Regions from separate parts of the Mus musculus genome. Here region 1 is linked to region 2. The links are chromatin contacts, called in public promoter capture Hi-C maps. All regions are on one chromosome and are shown on one strand. The core of a region is the stretch at or near the end of the contact, and the rest is flanking DNA. Distances in the headings are between cores, read along the strand shown. Region 1 has its middle 2.7 kb from the start of Gm32783. Region 2 has its middle 31 kb from the start of Gm24565.

Region 1 (3,900 bases), core at 1,202-3,701, 750 kb before region 2:
CACAATGTTTAAAACATGCCTTAACTTTCTTCCTTCCCCTCCCTTCTCTCTCTCTCTCTCTCTCTCTCTCTCTCTCTCTCTCTCTCTCTCTCTCTCTCTCCTTTCTGTTTTTGTTTTGGGTCTAACACATATTAAATGAAGAAATCCTTGAAAAAAATAAGCAAGGAGAGCTATTACAGCCTCCTTAGCATAGAACAAATGCTTGAAGACATATACTAAGATTAAAAAGAACAAAAGAGAGGCTGGCTATTGGGACTCACAGCCTGACATTCCTGCACTTGGGGGGGGGGGGAGTCTGAGTTTTGAAGCACTGAAGATTCAAAGTCAGCCTGGATAACATAGTAAGAACCTGCATCCCACCCCGACACCCAGCCCAAATATTCTTTGGTTAGCACTTGGGGATCCAGCCTCGGTATTCTTGTACAGCATCCTCAGTACCAGAAAAGTTCTGAACCTTTCTCAGTCGCAATATACACCGAACTCTTAAATGCTCAACCTCCCTGCAACACTCACTCACAGGGATTCTCCATTCTCACACTTAGGGAGTGTACATTTGGTTCAATTTCAGTACCCTACAAGTCCCTTTAAGGCATTCCAGGGAGGATGTCACATTCTCCCCACTTCCAATGCTTTTGTTAGATGGCTACACTGTAGTGTGTATGTTTCCTTACTCTTTTAGGGGCATTATTTTAGGTGTATAGGATAAAAGACAAAACAGGTGTCTGTGCCTAGAAAGCCAGGGCTGGCGAAACCCGAGGAGCTTGCTCTTTCGTGTTATAGTGTGACTGAGACAATAATCCTGCTCCTAGGTGAGGAGACCAAGCCCAGGGAACTATGGGTTTCCTCAAGGTACGCAGCTACCGAGAGTAAAGCAGAGACTTGATCTTGTATTTTTTCTTCTTCTTTCTTTTCAAAACCAAGAGTTCTTTTTTTTTATTGTGTTGCTATGACATTTGTGTGTGTTTGAGTTCAGGTGTGCATGGATGTGCATATGTGTGCATACAGGAGTGTGCTGTACATGTGTGCCTGTGTCTTGGTGGAGATCTACCTTGGAAGTCTTCTTAGTTCTCTTCTTCTGTTGCTCTCCATCTTGCTTTTTGAGGGAGGGACTCTGACTTTTTTCCCCACCTACTTTTTCTATGATGCTAGCTGGCCAGCAAGCCCCACGGACTGTCCACCTCCCAAGTCCTGAAATTACAAATATATACCACCATACTTGGCTTTTATACATGGCTCTGGAGATGGAACTAAGTCCTCACTACAGACTGAGCTCTCCCAAGTGCCATTTTTTAAATATATATATTTGCACGTTGTCTAGCTGAAATTACCAAATGTAACTAAAAGTTCCCCAGCTTGCAGCCAGCAAGCTGCCTTTAGCATACAAATGTATTTGTTTGTCTGCCCAGAGTTTAATTTAAAAATATATAAACAGTTGCCAACATTTCAAATTCAGAAAATTCTGTATAATAATTTAAGTTCTGTCTCCTGAGGAAACAAAGAATCCTATAGCGTTGGCCTGCAGAGTTCCCCTTGGCTGAATGAGGAGTCAGTTGCTTCTATCTCTTTTCATGTCCCCCTGACAGGAAGCAAGAGTCAGTCTTGAGCTACTTGTTGTTGATGGATTTGGAGGGTAGGGTTGCTGGCATCTTATTTTGTCACTTTCTGGTTTTGAGGCTCCTATACTTGGTTCTTTTCCAGCTTAAAAAAATAACTTGGTCCCTGTGATCAAGAAAGTACTTCGGGATAATGCTAATAGGTTGTCGTTGCCTTTGTATGAGTCTTTGGGACCTGAATGTACACACACATTCCCAGAGACACCCTGGACTCACCACAATTCAGTTCTGGGTATTTCCCATTCAGAGTAGCTGGCTGCTGTCCCCACCCCCAGTGTGGCTGCAGCTCTGTGTCTTTTCTATTGCACAAGGGCCAGAAGGCAACTTTGAACTAGTGCCTCACATAATGATGTGGTCAGGGGACCAGCATTCCTCTTTATCTTTTCATAGGAAAGACACCCCAAGTGATTGAGAAAGTGGCTCAATGGTTCATGTCATTCCCCAAATGTGGGTCCTTTCCCCTTCACTAGCTTTTAATCTCGGCAGCCTCAGGACTGTGTGATGGATGCTTACATTCCCAGATCGAATGTTCCACGAGGCACATTACCAGCCAGCAAGGGATGCGTGTTAGTGAGAAAGAAGGCAGCTTCACTTCCAGCACACTCCTGCAAATCTGAAAGCAGAGGTGTCTACCTTGGCATTAGTAACAAGGCTATGTAGGCAGCCCAAGCACAGTGGCTTCTCCAGCCTTCTCTTGCTCTGTTGGCTGTTCCCGGAGCCTGCTTTCCTCCGTGGCCCTGCAAGTGAGTGAAGGGGAGGTGATGGATGTGCTGGGATCAGATGGAGAGGTGGAGCCATCTGCCCCAACTCCCAAGTTATTTTTGGCGCAGTAGCTGCAGCTTTGGTTTGCGCCTTTTAACAGTTCATTTAACTGAGGAGGAAGGAGTAGATGCTGAGCTGGCGGGGACCCGGGGTTGGGGAAGGTTTGTTCCCTCTTTTCTGACTGTGCTCTTCACACACTCTTTCTCAAAGGCACTTATTCATTTATTTATTCCCCAAATCTTCCGTTGTCCTTACTTTTTCCATCAAAGGATTTTTCTCTCTTGTGGATGGCTACGGAGTCAGGTCTTGCCAGCATTGAGTTCAGGATATTTACCACCCACTACTGCTTACTCATGTTATTTTGAATGATCAAGACACAGTGTCTTCTGGGTTATTCTTGTTGCATTTGAGCGATGTCCAAAAATCCTGGGTTTTCTTCCCAAATCTCCAACACCACAAGTAGTCCCTGTGAATAGCTTTGCTACAGTCTTCTTCTTCTTCTTCTTCTTCTTCTTCTTCTTCTTCTTCTTCTTCTTCTTCTTCTTCTTCTTTTCTTCTTCTTTTCTTCTTCTTTTCTTCTTCTTCTTCTTCTTCTTCTTCTTCTTCTTCTTCTTCTTCTTCTTCTTCTTCTTCTTCTTCTTCTTCTTCTTCTTCTTCTTCTTCTTCTCCTTCACCTTTAAACATTGTTTGACAATTTTCTTTCCTTCAATATATTGTGGGAGGAGGAGTGGGTGGGTGGAGTCTTTCATTCTTGAGTTGCATTAAAATTCGTCTTTATTCTCCAACTTTCGCTTTTCTTCCCTACCCTTTTCTCCACCCTTGCACTCTGTGCTCTGTCCCTTTAAAACCATAACCCTGGAATGAGGTTTAAAATAGAGATGTAGGGAAGATAATGCAGCATTGGTCTGTTGCAGACATGGAAGAGGACTCTGGGAGAAGAGAGTGTTCAGTGGCACGGGTGATAGATGGGAGGGGGAGCCCTGAGACTTAGGGCTTCTGTCAATCACACTGAAGTAATTATGATACCACATGGAAACATGCAACTCTGCAAGCTAACTAAAAAGAAAGAACTGATTTTCCCGAAGAGACAGAAGTCCCCTTTGCACCATGTGAGTCAGCTTCTCTTCTTGGCTCCTGGGGAGTCACATGACTTCAGCCCACACTGCTTGTTGCCTTCCTTTTCAACAATGCAGTTGGATCCCTACAGAGAGATTCGCTTCACTGTTTTCCTGGGTTCATGACACAACTGTATGTTAATCTCTCTCCCAGCTACCTTCTGTTTACATTGTCTTAATGACATTTCCCCTTAAAACCTAAATAGCAAGAACAATAAAGAAAAGGGCTTTCAATTTGAAAGAGCAAATGCATATCTAGATAGAAAGTAAAAAAACAAACAAACAAAAAAAAACCAACAAAAAACTTGCTTAGAAGTTATTTGTTGCTATGATAGTCATGGACTATGGAAAGATATATTTAAAAAAGTCAGCGCTGGAAAAAGAAAACACTAATAAAAAGAGCTCCTAAG
Region 2 (4,458 bases), core at 1,108-3,607:
AAACTGCTTTTGAAGCAGCCGGGGGATAATCTGTAAATTACAGGTGAGGTTACTTCGGAACCTTATTGTTGATTTGCAAGCAGGGTGGTTTGGAGTGAGCAGGCAGAAGCCAACCTCAACTTCATCACTGTCTGCTCATTCAGCTCAACACCTCCAACACCTCTATCCTGGTGACAGGTCCCCACATCTCCAGGGGCAGCCTCACTCTTAAGACCCTATTACATTTTCCTCAGAATCATGAAAGTATCTCTTAAGGAGACAGCATTATTAGCATTTTGCTTCCAGGATTGCCAAAGGACCCCCCAGGGAACAAGGGCATCTTTCTGTCATCGTGTATGTGTGCATGTTGATTTGAAAATGGTCCCTCAAGTCCTGATGGTAGGAACGTCACTACAAAAGATGTCTCCAAGTGAGGGGAGAAGCCCAGGCTCTAGAAACTGAAACCTTGGGTGAGGTCCTTGTCAGGTTTTCAGTTTGAATTGCCCCCAAATATTGTGTTTTGAACATTTCTCCTCTGTCCAGGGTACCATTTTGGGAGATGTTGGGATTGTGTTGGTAGGTCCTAAAATGGGACACTAAAGGTTTGGCATCTGAAGGACATACCTGGCTAAGCTCTGAGGGCCTCTAGGTACCTCATTAGCATGGAGAATTCTGTTCTGAGCTTACAAGATCACAAGTCACATTTCCTTATGTGGGGGGTGTGACACGTGTTCCAGGACAGGAATCTTGCAGGGAGCATGGAGTCGCCTAAGTCTCAGGTGTGTGCCCACCGAATCTCCGGGTCTCAACCTGCTCTACCTTACCAAGCTTCCTGGCACACAAGTTTTACTGTCCCACATGCATTCAGTATTGAATTATAAATATGTTACAACATCAAATCCTTCCCTTACCCCACTCCCATTGAAGAGGGTTAGCAAGTCTGTGAACTCCAGGAATAAAGTGTGAATGCTGACCATGTGCTCTCAGGCAAGTCCCTGAAGCTCTACTGCCTTAGCGTCCTGATTTATAGGGACTGAAGAGATGGTTCAGTGATTAGGAACATCGGTTGTTTTTCCACAGGTCCTGAGTCCAGTTCCCAGAACCTACATGGTGGCTCACAACCATCTATAACTGTAGCCCCAGGGGATCTTATGTCCCTTTCTCATACATATTTAGAAGAATACTCATACACATAAAATAAATAAATCTTAAAAAATGTAATGAATAAAAGCTTTTTTTTCCTTATAAAGTGGGACCATAGTAGGCACAACTGGGAACACAGTAGGTAGGTAGAACTGAGCAGCCATTGCCAAGCATTAAGCTTTAAGGCGGTAAAATGCATGCACCAATATGTGTTCATTATTACCTTTCCAGTGGGAGAAAAGAATCTCAGAGACTTTAGGTACAAATGTGAATAAAGACCCTGTCTAAAGGCAGGACTGAAGAGAAACACAACTGCTAGAAATTCCATGAAAAGGAAGCGTGTACAGAGAAAGGAGGGAAGGAGAAGGAACGGAATATAAGCAAAATTAACCATCTCCTCATCTCTGAATATGTGCTTAATCATATTACCATCAAGAAGATAAATTCAACAGAATAAATAGTGATAGAATTTCTGGGAGGACAAGAAAGGGGCAGGGAAGAAATAACCAACAACATACCCCATGTTCCTACCACCATGAATTTCCTGCCAAGAGATGCACCCTCAAACCATGAAGCAAGATAATTCTTCCCCCATTAAATTGCTTTCATCAGATATTTGGTCACAGCACTGAGCAAAATAATCATTGCGGAGAAGAACACAGATTAAAGCAAGAATGTATACAAAGCCTGCTTGCTCTGAGCACACAACTACCTTTGGGACAGTACGCATAGTTTGGGGGATTAAGTGGCACAACATATTTAAAGTCCTCGCCATTGTGCTTGGCATTGTTCTTAAATACCAACTATTACTACCACCATTTTGCTGTTGGTCTTTCAAGTTTGCATCCAAATAGTAAGCAATGATTTCACAGAGCCAATCTGGGAAGACTCCTTCCTTCTATCACCGCAGGGTCCAAAGACTTTTCCAAAGAAAATACAGTAAATCAAGGTTCCCAGTTCACATGGTGACATGACTCTGAGCCATAGTGTCCTTGGGTGAGAAATGATGACAGGACACCAGATGATGCTCAGGGATTGCAGGGAGGTTACATGACATAAAACATTGGGTTCCAGTGTGGGAACAGTGTCATTGCTGTCCTTAATTCTCAAAGCTGTGCCCCCAGCATCCAGCTGTGCTTTGAAATGTTGAAAGAGAAGGGCCTGGATAGACACGTGAGCCCGAGATTCTTTGAGGCTTTCTGCTGCCCGTGAAAGCAAAAATTAGCATCCTAAATCCCTCAGGTTATAGACACCATGAGGGCATGCTGCCTCCCTGTGGAATTTCACAGACACAGTTCTGAGGCCTCCAGGTCTTCCAGCCCGGAATTTCAATGCCAAACCAGTCTTGGGACAATTCCCTGGGCTTCATAATTGTTTCCTCCACATATGATATTCAAATGACATTGATTGCCTCTCTGTGTTGCCCTATTGAGTACAGCCCACCTGCCCTGCCCCCCTCTTGGTGTTAAAGTTTCCCTGTGCTCTTTGCACTGATTGGCTGCATTGGGTGGTTGGTGGGACAGTGGATTTTGAAGGTAAGTAAAATGGGGAAGGAAAAATCTATTGTCTCCTCTGAAGATCAGGGGTAAGATAAGGATGATAAATAGTTAGTTGCGGGTAGTCCTACCATGTAACAGAATTAGTTTCAGATCCCACTTTGAAACCAGTCATTCTTATTTCCCAGGTAGCAACATGCTCACCTATTCAATAAAGATGATGTTTGACCACTGAGAATTAAGAGGTTATGATTTTGCTATCCACTCACTCTCAAACCGACAATAGCAGCTTCGAGCAGCTATCTCCTCCTCGGGTTTCCTGTCTGCTGTGATGTGAAACTTGTCTCATGCTCCGACATTCCCTCTCTGCCTTCTACTGAAGGAGTAGGTGTATGGAAGACTTCATAGTCCATCCCGATGAAGTTTATAAGGACAGGAAAATGTGTGACTTGGCATAGTGAAGGTTGAAGAAGGCAGAAAGAATTCTCTCTTATTCACAGGACAAGCAAGCAAATCTGCCTAGACTTTATAATTTACTAGACATCCACCCAAATGTGTATTTGCCACTGGGAAGTCCCTCCCAGAACCATGGCTGCATAACCCAGCCTTGCCCACTGCTTACTTCTTGGGTCCATTTGTGGTTTTAGATCACAATCCCTCACGTTAAATTAACATAGCAGCCTCTTCATTCCTATATGCTAAATGTCTCTGTTTTAGAAGTCACAGAGCCAAGGACCTTCGTTTTCTGATGTGACAAAGCAGGTACACTGTCGAGGATATCCCAGCTGCTTTTGTTTTGTTTTTGTGTGTTTGTTTGTTGTAGTGTTGGAGCTTGAACCCCGACCCTTGCATTTGCTGAGTGAGCACTCTGCCACAGAGCTCTAATCTGTTTCCAGTTTTTTTTTTGTTTTTTTTTTGTTTTTTTTAACCTGCAGCCTCACTTTGTAGCCCAGTATGGGCTAGAACTTAATAAGTAGACCTCAAAGGAAATCACACCAATGCCCCTCCCTCTGCTTCCCAAATGCTGGGATTATAGACATGAACGATCACACGGCTTCCATCTGCTCTTTAAAATGAGCTAAATCTGAAGTATGGTGTCTGGATCCACACTCCCCTTGCTCTCTACAATGACAGCATTTTCACTTGTATACTAGAAGATCCCCACCCATTTCAAGCCACCCAACCCAGCCTCTCTTGTCCATATTAGACATGCTGTGGTAAGTTTATCCCTTCCCCTGCAGCGGCATCCTGCCTAGTTCACAGTATGAGTAATGGCCAACTTAATAAGGACTTTTCTTGTGCAGGTGACAGACCCCTGACAGGAATAGCTTAAGAGACTGGGCTCACCATTTGAGAGTATAGTGTGTCATGGGAAGTAAGGCATCGGTGTTGATGGGGTGGGAGTGGCGTTGGCTACAGGAGCAAAGGCATGACATAGACACTGCTCACCCACATCTCCATGGGCTTCACTTCCTCCAAAATTTTCTATATCCTCCCCAAATGGTGTCACAAGCTGGCGATCGAGTATTCAAACACAGGAGCTCACAAAATGTGTGTCACATTTAAACCACTACAGTGTATAGATTTTCCCCCAATCAGAGCCTGGGATAGGGACTTGGCTGAAGGCTGAGACCAACATCTGTGTTGACCTTAGAGGCAAAAGACTGAATGCCAATATGGGTACCTTCATACTGTTTTATGGAAGACTCAACTCTTCTGGTCCTTTAACCTTTTCTGTCTTGGCAAAGGAGAAGGAGCGCCATCTACTGTTGGCACATGCCGCAGGACAGACAGTCCCTTGAGACTTCCCCAAGACTTTTCGATCCATGTGTCCAGTGGC

Evidence for each region. Promoter capture Hi-C pulls out the DNA fragments that hold promoters and counts their contacts.
Region 1: a promoter capture Hi-C map of hippocampal neurons shows a contact between it and region 2, with 4 times the contacts expected there. The contact joins two enhancer-like sites. A contact is called at or near these places in 1 of 39 promoter capture datasets (hippocampal neurons) and 2 of 484 Hi-C or Micro-C datasets (the N1E-115 cell line and embryonic fibroblasts).

Annotation. Positions count from the first base shown.
Region 1 is chr6:98,513,027-98,516,926 of GRCm38.p6, reverse strand. No RefSeq gene overlaps it. Among named protein-coding and RNA genes, the nearest start is that of Gm32783, 2.7 kb to the left of the region's middle. Within about 2 kb of position 2,451, at least 22 of the 459 cell types and tissues checked have an H3K27ac peak or open chromatin away from gene starts, as enhancers often do. A contact at or near this core is called in hippocampal neurons, where this site is marked.
Region 2 is chr6:97,759,435-97,763,892 of GRCm38.p6, reverse strand. No RefSeq gene overlaps it. Among named protein-coding and RNA genes, the nearest start is that of Gm24565, 31 kb to the right of the region's middle. Within about 2 kb of position 2,357, at least 5 of the 459 cell types and tissues checked have an H3K27ac peak or open chromatin away from gene starts, as enhancers often do. A contact at or near this core is called in hippocampal neurons, where this site is marked.